Linked DNA regions of Mus musculus: region 2 is linked to region 1. A link is a contact called in public HiChIP or PLAC-seq data. All regions are on one chromosome and are shown on one strand. Each heading gives the region's core, a stretch centred on a gene start, on an enhancer-like site or on the middle of the called end of the contact. The rest is flanking DNA. Distances are from core to core; before and after follow the strand shown.

Region 1 (7,462 bases), core at 3,993-6,492:
TTCTTTCTTTCTTTCTTTCTTTCTTTCTTTCTTTCTTTCTTTCTTTCTTTTGGCTTTTTGAGACAGGGTTTCTCTGTGTAGCCCTGGCTACTCCGGGACTCACTCTGTAGACTGGGCTGGCCTTGAACTCAGAGATCTACCTGCTTCTGCCTCCTGAGTGTTGGGAATAAAGGTGTTTGCCACCCCCCGCCAGCTACATTGATCTATGTTATAAAAACATAATAGGCCAAGATGGAAAGAAGTCTGTGAGATTTAAAGTTGATCGAAAATGGGGTTCTAGCTAATGCTCCTTTAGAATGTTCTTGCTTAGCATGTCTTAGACATTGACAATTTGTGGATGGTCGTGAGGGAAATTTGGCTATGGCATATTTGTATTTATCACTAGGGTTGAGTCTGTCAGTCTGGATGGCTTCAAGGGTGCGCCCTTCTTCCGTCACCATGCCATGTGTGTCTCTCTAGGGCTGTTTGCTCCATCAAAAAGAGCAGTGTGCGTCTATAGGGGAGGGCACTCTTTGGTTAGTAAAACACGAGCAGTTGAGCTTTCTTGCTGGGAACTCCAAAAAGCTCTCAAGAGGGATATTCGGGCATATGTCTACTCGGGATTTATAGAGGGGCCATAAGCTTGGACTGTGGGTCAGAAAGACTTGGTTGTGACCTTGGCTGGAAGAACAACCCCAATGACGTCATTTCTCTAGTACTCACTTTTTTTCATTTATATAAAAGAAACTTGTGAATAACAATACATATTACATAGCGTTGGGTTATAGGGTAGCTCTTACTGTAATAGAAAACCTAGAATACTAGGCGCTTCAAGAAGAAGAAGAGCATTCATTTGCTGTCTATATAAAGATCTATGTAAGTTTTTTAAAACTGAAATTATGGATCTATGCTCATTAGGTTCCTGGTCATTTTTATCTGTCACCCCCCATGCCTTACGGAGTGCTCCTCCAAGGTGAGATGTTCTAACCTCAGAAGAAACAAATTTCCCTTTACATCACTTTCACTTGTAGGTCACTGCATAGAACTCAAATCGTGCACAGGAACCCGCGGTAACAGACGTAGAGAAATTAGGAGGTGAATTTTGTATTTAGACAGGCCTATACTTAGCTAAATATTGGATCTCTGTCATTGTCAGAGAGTGGGAGAATAAAATGGCATTGATTGGCTAAAACAACTAGCCATCTCAGCTACAGACATTTGGGAGATTTAAACAAGACAATCCAAGTTGCATGAAACCTGAACACCAGGTGGGTATAGAACCATTATTCATGTGTTCTTGCCTGTGCTGTCAGCGGCACCACGAGACGGTAGCGCACACCTTGTAACCGCATCTTGCTGATAAAGTAATCCCCAGCTGCTTCTCTTCTTTTAAAAGATACTTTGAGCTTTGTCAATTATACCATTTAAAATTTTTTTCAGTTTGTTTGAGACAGAGTCATGCTATGTAGCCCAGGCTTCCCTACACTCCTATGTAGCCTAGAGTGGCCTTGAGTTTGCATCAATTCTCTTTGGAGTCAGCCTCCAAAGTGCAGCGATTACAGGCTTAAACCATTCTGTCCAGCTTTTCAAGATCCCTTTAAGCATGTCTTCATAAACTAAAACTGTATAAAAAGGAAAGCATGGGCAAGGTGAACAGAGCAGGTGTTGGTTGTCTTGGGTGACACACACAGGGAATGGGCTGGAGTCAGTGCTTTGTCCACAGGTGCCCATGGCGTTATTAAGGAACTATAATCTAATAAAAACAGAAATGCAGGGACCAGCACTCTAACAACAAACACGTGCTATACGGATCCGGGACAGCAACTGATGCAAGTCTCTATGCTTGTGGCCCTTGCACTGTCTTCTTGTATACATGTATGCATGCCGATACAAATCCTAATTTTGGGGGGGGGGTGTAAATAAGAGTCCCTACATCTTCGTAAAGCTTTCCTGGGGCTCACAGCCTGGGGTTTACACATGATAAGCATACACTCTAGCTCTGAGCTACAGCCCCCACCTGACTTTCAATTTCTGAAGTGCTTCAACACATCCTCAACAGCTATTGCTTAAGTAGCTCACTACAGATGGCTGAGAGCTTGGTGTTAGACAGGCAGGGCTCTGGGCTTCATTTTGTCCTTATAATATCTCTACAATGTGGGCAGAACAGATGTCATCTTTACTATTTTTTAGACAGGAAAGAAGGAACTGAGGGGGCAAGGGACTTTGGTAAGGTCACATGGCTAGCCAGTGTTAGAATGGAAGGTTCTGGGTCTCTTGTGATGTCTTTTCCTGTGGTTCATCCTACAGTCCAGCTATCCATTGATTATTCATTTATACTGTTCCATGCCTTGTCCTTTGGAGCTGTGCTCACATGAACGTACTTTGTGTGTGTGTGTGAGTGAGTGAGTGTGTGTGTGTGTGTGTGTGTGTGTGTGTGTTATGTGTTCTGGCTGTCCTGTGTGCTCTCTAGCTCCATCTGACCTCTGTAACTCCAGGAGAGACACCCCACTGGACTTCTGTGATCCATTATTCCTAAGACCTCAGGTTTAGGCATCTTCCCAGAATTCCCCTTACATAGGAAGGCTGCTCAGCGTCAGGAACAGGTCACTAGGCAATGGGAACAGAACAAGGCAATGCTTGAGGAATGGTGTTGTATTATTTTTCGTGAGAATTGGTGCTGTATGCTTTATGAAGAGTTCTCATGGATGCCATCACATTTAATTTCTCCCCAGTTGTAAATAGAAATGTTAGGCTTTTTCTCATTCTCCCTAAGAGTAAGGCACCTGTTAGTGTCCAAGAATTGCTGAAGGAAGACCCCCAAACTCAAATAGTATGCAGAGGCAGAAATTACCAGCATGCAGAGGTCGACAATTCATCAAAATAGTGAGGACCTGAGGGGCTTGCAGGCCCCCTTTTATGCAGGGCTTGGAGAATTTTCCAGAAGGATTAGCTAACCTCTAATGGCCTCTAATATGATTGGGAGGGGCAAAGCAGTACCATTAGTACACTTTTGATTGGCCACTATGTTAGTTTCAATATATTTGGTGAGACCTTGAATTCCAGAGACCAGCTCAGCTCTGGCCCTGTTATCTCCTCTGGCCAGGTGTCCAGGAGACTGTCTCAGCTCTGGAGCTCTCCTCCCTAGTTCAGGGTCATCATTGACTAAAGGCCCATTGTCAGTGGCTCCTTCCTTCTGAGGAGCCCAGTATGCTGCTCAGGGAATTGAAAATTTTTATTTCTAAGGTTTGTATACCTCTCACACCTTCTTCTCCTTCTCCTCCTCCTCCTCTTGCTTCTCCTCCTCCTCCCTCCTTCCCCCCTCTTCATATTGATTTATTTATTGTTATATGTAAGTACACTGTAGCTGTCTTCATACACACCGGAAGAGAGTGTCAGATCTCATTACAGATGGTTGTGAGCCACCATGTGATTGCTGGGAATTGAACTCAGGACCTCTGGAAGAGCAGTCAGTACTCTTAACTGCTGAGCCATCTCTCTAGCCCCTCTCACACCTTCTTAGGACAATCGGATTCTGTTCATTTCTAGTTTGTAGTTTTGCATGGTGCCTTGCTGCCTCTGAATAGCTCATTCTCTTTCCAGCCTCTGGAAAGAAAGAGGTGATGGCTAAATGCCAACAAGAGGTCCCAAAGACCTTCTGTGGGTACATGGGGGCAATACAGAACTGAGGCAGTCAGGGTGGGAACCTCTTTCCACAGGAGCCAATGAGACCTTCCACCTCCTCATCCCCAGATTCCTTCCTTTCTCTGTCCCTGCATCTCCACAGCCTCAAGCAGTGCCTTTGAAACAGGGCGTTGTGTAGCTTTGTCTTCAGTGTGGAAGGAATCTACCCAGCTGCAGACTGAGGAGAGCCAATGTGCCTTCTATTCCCAGGTCTGTATCTGCCACACTGCTAACCCAACTACTGCATCTATCCCCCTCCCCCCCCCCCCCCCCCCAGTTAGAATTATCACCACAGGGATGAGCGAGAAGTATTGAGCACTGAAAAAGCGCTTGTCTCCTTGATCCATAGTGAGTTGGATCTCAAGAGGGGGCCTACAGTCCTCCACCTGTTCATCTCTGTCTTCCTTGGAACAAGTATCTTCCGGAAATCTAAACAGGGAACAGCAAATGAGTCTTGCCATCCTGGGCTATGTCTCCAACGCCCTTTTCTCAGGGCACTGTCTCGTCTCCAGAGTTTTGTTGGGACATATTAAAGACTTTGTGTGACCATGGGTCAGGTCTCATCTTTAATTTGTCTGTATTAGTAAGTAAACCAGAGCTTTGTATCTATCTTGTTCCTTTGTCTCATTTCTTAACTGCTGTAACAGTCAAACCCTTGTGGATCTCAGCAGTGCTACAGGCCAGTTAGGCCCAGAGATTTGTACTAGAACTAGGTTGCTTCAGGACTACTTATTGGCTATGGCCGCAGGGACCATTTCCCCAACTCTAGAACCATTTCCCAGCCCTTCCCCTTGCTCTATAATCGCAATGAATTAAGAACACAAATGTATAAGTGTACCTCCCAGAGAGACATGAAGTTTGTGGGTATTTTAAGACAGAGTCTGTCTTTGTTGTTCAGGCTGGCCCTGTGACTTGTTATCCTCCTGCTTCAGTCTCCTGCATATAGCCGGGATAACAGGTGGCTAGAGTGCCCCATTCCATCTTGGGTCATTTTGGGTTTATATAAAAATATGTTCGAATTCATAATAATTAAATTGTTCGTGGTATCACAGTAGTACATTCTTCTCAGTGAAAACCAGTAAGTCCATGAGAGAAAAAAAAAGTAAAACTCACAAGTATGTTAAGGAAATTGTTACTATTGCCTGACACCTGATCCTAGGATGAATAGTCTCTCTTATTCCCCCAGTCCTGGCCCCCGGATTCTCGCTCTGCTCGGGTACCCCTCACCCCCCACCCACAGAGTCCACGTAGAAAGATTCTTATCAATTATCCGTTTCTTTCAAAATACATCTCCTCCAATTCTCCGATGACCTGTCTTCTAGATCCAAGCAGCTGGAGGAGTGAGGGTTTTGTTTGAACTATCCAGCAGCTTTTCTTTTGCCCTCCTCCCTTTCCCCTCTGCCCGGCCCGGGTTAAGAACTAGGATGTCTCGATGCCCTCCACAAGCCCGCTTGCTCGCAGTCCCTAAGCTCTCCCGCCACTGGACTTCCTCCCCTTTAAGGCCCACCCCTCCCCCATGTCCACGCCTCCCAGTCAAGCCCCACCCTCGATCCTCCCCTTTAAGGACTAGCCCAGGACGCCGAGCAGCCTGTGACGCGGCCGCCGCCCCCGGGCTGGTACTTCTCGGCGCGGCGATTCCTCCGGCCGGGCCCTGCCGTCCCGCGTTCCCCGGAGCGCACGTCTCCGGGGGGAGGGAGCAGGGCTGGTGGGCGCCCGCGGCGCACAGCGGGACCCACGGGGCCCCGCGACCAGCCGAGCCTGGAGCCGGGCCGGGGCGGGGCAGCCGGCTCCAGCCCGGAGCAAACTTCGCCGCCGGGCGGGGCGTGGCGGGGACCCGGGCCCGAGCCGGAGGAGGGGGCGGCCGCGGCCCCTGCCTCTGCGCGCGAGTCGCCGGGCACCATGCTGTCGGGCTCTCCGGGCCAGACTCCGCCGGCGCCTTTCCCCAGCCCTCCACCGCCAGCCCCGGCCCAGCCGCCGCCGCCGTTCCCCCAGTTCCACGTCAAGTCGGGCCTGCAGATCCGAAAGAACGCCATCACCGACGACTACAAGGTCACCAGCCAAGTGCTTGGCCTGGGCATCAACGGGAAGGTGCTGCGGATCTTCGACAAGAGAACCCAGCAAAAATTCGCCCTAAAGGTAAGTCTGGGCCGCCCGGGATCGCGCTGAGATCCGGTGCAGCTTCCGGTCACCCCGCGAGTGGCCGGCACCCGAGAGGACTCACGGGGACTGCCATGTTGGGGTGTGAGTGGGATCCAGCCTGGTGGCCACTCTTGGGACCCGGACGGCCTCTGCTCGCTTTACCCGGCGCCGAGGACACGGTGGCCTCGTCCTCCCTCCCTCCTTCCTTTCTGCGGGCACAAAAGGCCCTTTACTCATTGAGCTGGTTGGTCGGTCGGTTTGGAGAAGTTCGCTCTCTGAGGTTTCCTTAACCCTACTCCTTATTTGGGAGCCGGAATGTGACTTCGCTCTCCTCGGCCTCGCGAGGTCGGCGCGCAGCGGTGGGGCGCGTCGGCGCGGAGCGGCGCGGCACTGGAGACTGGGGACCCCGCCTCCGTGCCCCGCGATCGTCTGGAACCGCCAGCGCCTGGCCTGCGCTGCCCCTTAGGCTTGCGCCGGGCTGTTTCCATTGCTCCCTCCACCGTAGGAAACCTTGTCTGTAAGCCAGGCTTGGCCTAGTGCTGGTACACTGGTCCCTGGTAGCCGGAGACTCAAAGGCAGGAAATACTATTCCTGCATTTGGGAAACCCACTCTTAATCTCTGTGGGTCTACCCGTCTCTGCTTCTGTCGGTGGTAGTGGAGAATGGGGATTTCAAAAGGTCCAAGTGAAGCAGGGAAGGCTGTCATTCAGGGTCACTGCAAAGTTTTCTTCTCTCAAGGGTTTCAGGTTACACCATATCTCTAAAGGTCACTTGTCAGGTTTCTTTCTCCTGGGGTGTCTCAATGATTGGAGGAGCAAAGTACTTCCTGTGTTATATTTTGCTCTTCCCCTTCAGCCCACACAACTTGCTTTGTTTCAGCTATTCTAGAGTACAGATAGATTGAGTTATGCGTGAGGCCGTTGTCATACACGGTCAACGGGACCGAAACCTGGTACTTTGTAGGGGGAAAATAAGTTTAGTTTTTATGATGTTTTGCTGTTTTCATCTTCTGCATCACATTTAAAAAACAAGCAAACAAACTATAAGCTCTTGGGGAGTTAGCTAAGCGAGGAAAGGAGTTGGTTGGGTTGAACGGTGGCTCTGACCTTGGGGACTGGAGGCAAGGGAACAGTTTGACCACAGTTAACTGTATTGTTGAGGAAGTACAGATGTTCTTTCCCGGAAAGATTCCTCTCTCCTCTGCGATGCCATCTGCCTTTACCCACCAGCAGACTGGGGCTACTAGCTGTTCACTCTCCTGCATAGTTGGAACACAGTATAAAGACTTCGCAACAAAACCCCCCGCTTCACCCCTTCCTATTCTGTTTGAATACACACACGGTCCTCTGAAGTGCTCTTGGCTGTCAATTCAGATTGCTGGTATAGTTGACAGAAGTTCGTGTACTTTTCTCCTTTGAATAGTTTTGAAAGGAAGGAGCCTAGCCGAGTATTAAGCAGTCTTCGTGCTTCCCCTTCTCTAGTCAGAAGTGGGTGACTACGGGACTCTCAGTCTGTTTTGACGAAAGCAGCCTGCTCCTGCTCCTGGAGCTAAGGCTGACTCAGCTGGCAAATTGCAGATTTTGAGTACATCTTTGTGTTGAGATTTAGTAGTAGAGGAAGAATGGAGAGCCAAGATGTTTGGAGAGTGGCAGCCGTGTCAACA
Region 2 (7,704 bases), core at 5,051-7,550, 150 kb before region 1:
ATTCTTCCCAACAAACATAGGAGCCTCTGGCGGCCATTCTCACTCAAACCACCACAGTGGGCAACCCTCGTGAAAGGCTAAGGTTTGGATCAGGGTGACCCAAAGGTACTTGATGCTCCTAGGCTGACAAGTCAGAACAACTGCCTTTTAGAGCCTTGGTTTTTCCATACCTCCCTCACCAGAGGGAGGGAGGGGGAAGGAAAGAGGAAGAAGGGAGGGAAGGAGGGTGAGAGATGGAGAGGAACGAGAGTGGCCAGAGAGAAAGAGAGGGAGAAACACTGAGGGGGACAGAAATGAGGGCATCAGAGATAGAAAAAGTGGCAGCGGTGGGCAGAGTGGGGCTGAGGTCGGGTAAAGACAGCCCATGATGTCATCCAAGCCCCTCCATGCTTGTTAATCTGCCCTAACCCCAGGCTGAGGCTAGCTGCCACCATACCAGGCCCCAGAGCCTGGAATATAAGTGCCTGTGGCTTGCAGTCTCCCCTTTGGCTGAAGGATAAAAGCTGCTGACGAGTATGTCTGGAATATCTGACTTTTTCCAGGGCAGGGGAAAAAGTGTGTGTGTGCACACAAGCCAGCCCATCACAAGCCTGGCTGCTGCCTGGGGTGGAAAGACTGCCTATCTGACAATACGCAGATGGAGGAGTCACCATGAACCTGCTGCCCCAGCCTAACAACACTTTTCAGAGCACGCACACACACACACACACACACACACACACACACACACACACTTTTGTCCCTAAGTACTGTCAAGGGCAGAGAAAACTCCCTGGGGAGCAGAAGCATTTGGTGACAGGGTTGATGGAAGAGGAGAACCCATCCTGCACCACTACAAACTGTCCTGTGACCTCTGCTCATACACAAAATAAGCAGAGAACTTTTTAAAGTCATGCCTGAGAATGCACAATGGCGCTTATCCAGGCCCCCTCTCTGGCCCATCCGAAGCATCTGGATGCAGCAAATTCACCGCAGTGCTCAGCGCCGTGAAGGATTTGCTCATACTGCTAAGTCCCCTCCTCTTTACCCATAGCCCTGAAGGTCTCAGGGTGCCTTCCTTCCGATATCCCTAGAGCATCATTTCGTGGCTTAGAAAACATGCCTTGGACCAGACGTTGGTTATGAGCCTACAACTGTGCTCATTCTATTGGACCCAGCACCTCCTATTTGCCCTGCAGAGAGAAGAGGGTCAGAAAGAGCAACAAGACCCAAGGGAGGGGGCAAATCAAAGGTCACCTGCAACTCCCATTAGGAGGGTGGAGATAGTAGGGATACAGATAAGAGTGATGGGTGACCCTGGGATGACCCTGGGGTGCAGGACCTGACACCTGGACCTCACCAAGGAAATAGAGTCATATGGGAAGAACACTGGATACGGATTCTGACTCTTCACTGTGCACTTGTATTCACACCAGTTTTATTCACCAGCCCTTCCCATCCCAGCAGGCAGTGCAAAGACCAATACATAGGTTTGAATGGTCTGGAATCCAGGCTAGGAGCTCTGTGTCAGTCACATGATCCCGTGCCTCTGGTTTCTAATCTATAAAGTAGGGACGCTGGCCATTTTGCATTTTACCAGAGACCCTCACAGATTTACTGTTCTCTAGCAATGTGAGGTGTCACCCCCCCACACACACACACCTGCCACTGAAAGTTGCAAGAGACCCCCCTTCTCGTGGAGACTGAGCCTTCTGTGTAGTGCGTAGCCTAAGCAGGAAGAAGAAGGCCTTAGGCATCTCCCTCAAATTTTGTACAAGGATCACACAGTCTTACCTTCCACGGCTTCAGACCCATTTTCTGTGCTTCATGTGTCATATTAATCAAAATCTCTTATAAAATATAAGCCAGTCGTCAGACATCATGCTGGTAGGGTGTGAGAATGTTTGGGCACATTTGTATTCATAGATTTGGGGAATGCTTAGAGACTGGCGCATCTGCTGCCTGGAACATTATTGCTCACAGACACGGGCTTTTCTCCATTTAACTCTGTTTAGATAAATCTAGGAAAGAGCCTGGCTGTCTAATCCAGTAGTTCTCAACCTGTGGGTCGTGACCCCCAAAGACCACTGGGAAAATGTAAGTGTTTACATTATGATCTATGACAGTAGCAAATTACGGTTATGACATAGCAACAAGGATAATTTTGTGTCTGGGGATCACCACAGCATGAAGAACTGTATGAAGGGGTCTCAGCATTAGGAGGGTTGAGACCCAGTGGGCTAATCTGATACAAAACCGCCTCACCGTCTGTCTCCTAAAAATGCTGCATTTGTTTTCAAAACCACTCAAGTCCTGGTATACAGGCATCCCACCTATGGCTTATTGTGTGCCTCTCCCACTAGAGAGCAAGCTTGATGACTGTGTGTCTCTGCCAGACCTCCAGTGCCTGAACAAGCACCTAATACGCAGTGGATCTTAGAGGAGTACCTGGCTTAAGAAATTAATAACCGCTCTGTGTCCCTGAGGACTGCAGAGGCTATCAGTGCCGATGGTCAGCTACCCCACCCCGGCTCTTCTCCGACTCTGAGCTCACAGTGAGGAGTTGCTGCCGGCTCTCCCTGTGTAGGATGGTCTGTGACCTGTGAATGGAAGCGACCAAGATTTTTAAGCTCCAGTGAGGATCAGCAGGGATTTCTCCATTTCCTCCTGGCACAGTGACTGGCCGTATTAGATATGGTGTCTGGGATCTGCAGGAGTCCTGAGAGACTCTTGCGAGTGCTTGTCGTCCTGTACATGGGGCATAAGTGAGAAAGAGGTCTCTGTTGTCTGATGCACTGAGATATGGGGCTGCATTTGCAACATCACTTATCCTGACTGACATAGTAATCCTATGTGTGACTACCAATATCCCCAGAGCTTCCGAAAACCTTCAGAGACTTTAAGCAGCTTCAAATGCTTCAGAGTCAGATAAAAGCAAAGCTTGCTTTCCCCCTTGGAAAATCAGGCTATGTCTGTCTTCTCCTTCTCTTTCTTGCTAGGGGCTGGGGTTGGGGGAGAGGTTAGGGGAGAGGTTGGGGGACAGTCTTGAAATAACTCACCCAACAGGGGAAATAACATGTTATCGGACCACCTCTGAAGCAGCCTTGACCATACTCCTTCCCCTTGGTCACAAATAAAAGCAACATGTCCTCTCTCCTGGAATGAGTCACAGCTGGGAAAAGTGACCCACCCCACACTGAGCCAAGATGATCTGCTAAGGAGCAAAGCAAAACAAGCAAAACAAAACCTCCCAGTAGATGTTCCAGCAGATGTGGTGAGACCTCGAAGCCTGGTGACCAAGGACAAAGTCAAAGATGCCGCTGGCCCGGCACCCATCACCCCAGGTGATGTCTCTCTACCTGAACTACAGGGGTTTGAGTGATTTGGTGATTTTTTTCCCCACTTCTTCCCTGGAGGAGGAGTGTGTGTGTGTGTGTGTGTGTGTGTGTGTGTGTGTGTGTGTATTGGAAGGAGAAGGAGATGTTCTATCATGGGACATGGGAGGGGACTGGATTGGAAAAGATTAAAGAGGTGAGTCCCATACCTATTGAGGTTGGGGGATAGTTACTCCCCCACCCTGAACTTTTTTTTTTGTCTCAGAGAGATGGATCTTAAGATAAAGTTGAGAAAGTTTTGGGTGGGTCACATGACATGGCATTATACTATCTCCATCCACATCATCTGTGTTCATCCCAGGAGCTCTGGCTCCATGTCATTTCCCCATCAGCTCTGGAAGCAGCCATCACTGCTCCATCAAATCAGAGCCACAGGAAAACCAAACCAGAGTGTCTTCTATGTAGCCCCATGCTGGGGATGCTGCACACCTAACTGTCCCAGCCAGCCTCAGTCTATGACAGTTGACACTGGTGTCCTCACAGGAGCCTTCTCAGCCAGGGAATCGAAGTCAGCCACAAACGACAGACCCTTGGAATGCTTGGGCGAGGGAAGGACAGAGATGATGGCTGTTGGCTATTATTCATAAATAGTGTCTCAGAACTGGCCTCCCAGGGCTGTGTGTTACCAGAATCCTGTTACTTACACACCAAACCATCACCCCACACTCAAGCTGGTCTCTGTCCCCGGTCGTACCCAAAAGATGGCACCCCTGAGAGGTACAAGTTTCCAACCTTGTGAAGATGAATAGACACAGGGTAGAAACAAAGCAAACTTTTACATGCAATACAGGTTTCTGCAAGAAGCCAGAGAGCTGCTTGCAGATACCCTAGAGAGGAGGAGGAAAAGAGTATAAAGCCAGGCTGCACTTCCCCCATCACACTTTGGGAGAAAGTGCCAAGGAAGAGTTCCTGCTGGGCTCTCTCAGTTACAAGGAACCCAGCTCTGGAACAGGCAGGTCCTTTCCCTCCACTCTGCTATGGCTCTAGAGCAATAGTTCTCACAGTGGACCATCAGCACAAATGCTACTATGGGAACATGCTAGAAATACAAGTCTAGCATCCTAGCCCAGACTTACTGACACAGGAACTTGCCAGCAAGCTGTGATTTTAAAAGCCCTCTAGGGTTGGCTGGCCTCCAAAGCTTGGAGCACGGATGTAAAGAGAGCAAGAGGAAGGGTGGAGGGGCAGAGTGGTGGCCTCTGTGCCCACCGCCTTATCATAACTTTATCAGTTTGGAGTCCTTCTTTCCACTCCCCAGAAACCAGTGAATAAAACGAGGCCCAGAGACCAGGAACTTTTCCTCTGCCACCCACTTGAAAGGAGCAGGATTCTGATTACCACCACTTGGGGGAGGGGTGCGGGGGTGGGGGTGGGGAGAGAGGCTGTGGAGCAGGGAAGGCTGGGGATTCCCTGGTCACTGGACTTTTAGCCATTGCCTAAATTTACCTTCGAGAGGAAAAGTGAAAGTGAGGATTCCCCAGCCAGACACTAGGGGGAGACCCATCACTAGCCGGGAAAGAACCCTGGAGATTAAAATGTAGGCGAATTTATAGACAATTCCAGGTCTGGTTTCAGAATCCCCACACATTCTATACATACATTATTGCTCCCAATACTCTAACCTGAGGGTTCTCATCCCTTTTATAAGGTAGCTTGTGTGCAGAGAGAACCTATGCATTTTAACCCCGCCTATATTAAACACCGGTACTGTGAAAGTGTATATGAATCATTGCTATCCAGTATTATTTAATAAGTAAGGAGAAAGAGTGTGTACATGTTCACTATAGACATGCCCCTCCCCCAATATTTCTACCAGTGGTTTGTTGAGACCCAAAATACAGAATTTTTGAATTTGGTGCAGTGACTCTATTCCCATAGTTGCTTGCTGGTGGCTGCCACTAAATCAATCAAACCTGTAATTTAAGGGGGGCAGGGGGAGGCGGGAATGTGAGCTAGGCCTAAGTCAGAACCGCAGAACTGGAAAGAGCAAAGGCGCCTGCAGCTACAAAACCAGCCTGTAGAGGGCCCAGGACCCTTGCTAGCCTACGACCGACCGACCGGGCACAGGTTCGAAAATCCACAGTCCCACCTGTTCTCTATCCCTTGAGACGGCACTGTGGACAGGCCCACTAGTTATTACCATTACATAATTTTCAAGACCCAGTGCAAAAAGAATAGGCCGGGTTAAGAATTAGGATTTTCAAGATGGTGGCGACATAACCTTAAGCCAGACAGGAACCTATGGCGCACCCCTTGGTGCTGGTAGGATGCGGACTTCTCCACCCTGCGCCCCTGCTCAGGTGGACCTTCCATACCAAAGGAGGTGTGTAAGGGATTGGCATTCATTTCCGCAGTGATTACTCCAGCAACTAAGGGGGGAGGGGCGTAATTCGGGAGGAAAGTTCCTGTCCACCCATGGGGCACAGAGAGGTCTCTCATGATCACCGGATCACCAAGGATCACCAGTCACTCTAATCCCAGTCTTCGGGGAGGGGCAGTCTATGTAGCAGAGGTGAGAAGGGAGAGAGCTGATGTAGCCAGCTTCCCACGGGCAGCTCGGAGAATCCGCGGGCCGCCTTACTGACAGCGGCGGGCTAGCTCCTGTCCCGGGGCCACACCAGGTTGCCAAAGCCCTGCCTTCCCACCTGCTCCCCGCCCCGCCGGTGTTAGGGCGCCCTGGGAGACGCCCAGAGGGGACGGGGCAGAGCTGAAGACAGGCGCAGGAGCCGGCGCCTACCGAGCTCGCGAAGCCTCTCGGGTGCTCGGACCTTCACCACCGCCTAGTCGCCGAGTCACTCCTAAATCCACGCGGCTCCGACCCGCAGTCACGCGTGTTGCCCTTCCGGCCTCTCGGTGGGCTCCGCCCCGCCCCGCCCCGCCCGCGGGCTGCGGGCCCTTTAAAAGCGCGCTCGACCGGAGCCGCCCCTTCTGTTGGCCAGGCTCGGTAGCTGCCGCCGCCTGCGGGCCTTGGCCATGGCTTCCCCGGCCATCGGGCAACGTCCCTACCCGCTGCTCCTAGATCCCGAGCCGCCGCGGTATCTGCAGAGTCTGGGTGGCACCGAGCCGCCACCTCCCGCCCGGCCGCGCCGCTGCATCCCCACGGCCCTGATCCCCGCGGCCGGGGCGTCAGAGGATCGCGGTGGCAGGAGGAGTGGCCGGAGGGACCCCGAACCCACGCCCCGAGACTGCCGACACGCTCGCCCTGTCCGGCCCGGTCTGCAGCCGAGACTGCGGCTGCGACCTGGGTCACACCGACCCCGCGACGTGAGGAGCATCTTCGAGCAGCCGCAGGATCCCCGCGTCTTGGCCGAGAGAGGCGAGGGGCACCGTTTCGTGGAACTGGCGCTGCGGGGCGGTCCGGGCTGGTGTGACCTGTGCGGACGAGAGGTGCTGCGGCAGGCGCTGCGCTGCGCTAGTGAGTGAGGGCGGGGAAGGTGCGCGAGGTGAAGGGCTCTGAGCCCGGGAGAGGAGGCCATTGCCTTTTGTGGCCAGTCCGAACTTTTAGGCAGGTTACCTTTGGAGACAGCTGCTGTCACTGCCTGGCATCCTTTAATGGCTGCCCACTGACCAGAGGTAGTTGTATGTGTACAGTTACGTATCCTCAGACGGGTTTGAGCCTTCTCCCCCGTGCGCGTAAACAAGCTTGTTTGTAGGTTGGGACTGATGGCTCTCCACAAGGTCATTGTGTCTTACGCACACCCTCTTCTTCCTTTAGTTGTGAGTTTTAAAAATGAGGTAGTGATATTGACAACGAAGTGAGTATTTGACACTTATTAGGGTTAATGGGGAGATGACTCGGTGGTCACCTCAGGTTCTCTCAGGCTCTTCCTCCTAGGGAGCTGTTGGCATGGGAAGCCTGGTTAGGCTTTGAATGGAAGCAGGCTGTGAGGCTGAAAGATGCCAAGGTCACCTGCACCTGAGGCCTCCTCAGCCCTCCACACCTGGCTCAACGCTCTATACTCTGCTCCAGTGTGTGACTGTGCCTCGTGGCCTCCTCTTCCTCCTCCTGTCCCCCTGCACCCGCCTTCCAGCCCTAAAATCACTAAGCTCCCCGCCAGTTCCTTCCTTCCACAAGGCATCCCCACTGGCCTGCTGGCTTCTCCCAATCTTACTGTAACACTGGGCACCAGTATAGAGAGTTTCTGAGCAAGTCTGCGCTCTTTTTAGGGCTTATCATTACCTCTCGCCAATGGTGAGTCTGTATCCCTGTATAAGTCTCCTCCCCACCAACCCAGGGATCTGCTGTTGCCAGAGGATACTCATACCCGTGTGTTTACGTAGCTCCTTTGAACATATGAAGCACGCAGTGCAATGACAGCTTCCGGCAATC

Evidence for each region. HiChIP or PLAC-seq counts read pairs in DNA pulled down with a chosen protein or histone mark.
Region 2: a contact with region 1 is called in an H3K4me3 HiChIP or PLAC-seq map of embryonic stem cells, with 49 read pairs. The contact joins the promoter of Rassf5 here to the promoter of Mapkapk2 in region 1. A contact is called at or near these places in 26 of 39 promoter capture datasets (the 3T3-L1 cell line, 3T3-L1-derived adipocytes, the C10 cell line and 16 more), 1 of 15 datasets of contacts at CTCF or cohesin (embryonic stem cells), 18 of 484 Hi-C or Micro-C datasets (the CH12 cell line, bone marrow-derived macrophages, embryonic stem cells and 6 more), 31 of 115 datasets of contacts at active chromatin or transcription factors (the 230-238 cell line, CD8 T cells, DN3 thymocytes and 16 more) and 4 of 9 other capture datasets (adipose tissue, liver, macrophages and 1 more).

What each region holds. Positions count from the first base shown.
Region 1 is chr1:131,095,623-131,103,084 of GRCm38.p6, reverse strand. It overlaps Mapkapk2 (MAP kinase-activated protein kinase 2), which reads left to right and starts at 5,242. Exons shown (of 10, transcript NM_008551.2): 1 at 5,242-5,796. The coding sequence starts at 5,560.
Region 2 is chr1:131,243,774-131,251,477 of GRCm38.p6, reverse strand. Rassf5 (Ras association (RalGDS/AF-6) domain family member 5) reads left to right here and starts at 6,300. Exons shown (of 6, transcript NM_018750.4): 1 at 6,300-6,789. The coding sequence starts at 6,348. Gm28913 (a long non-coding RNA gene) reads right to left here and starts at 6,388. Exons shown (of 3, transcript XR_878525.3): 1 at 6,112-6,388.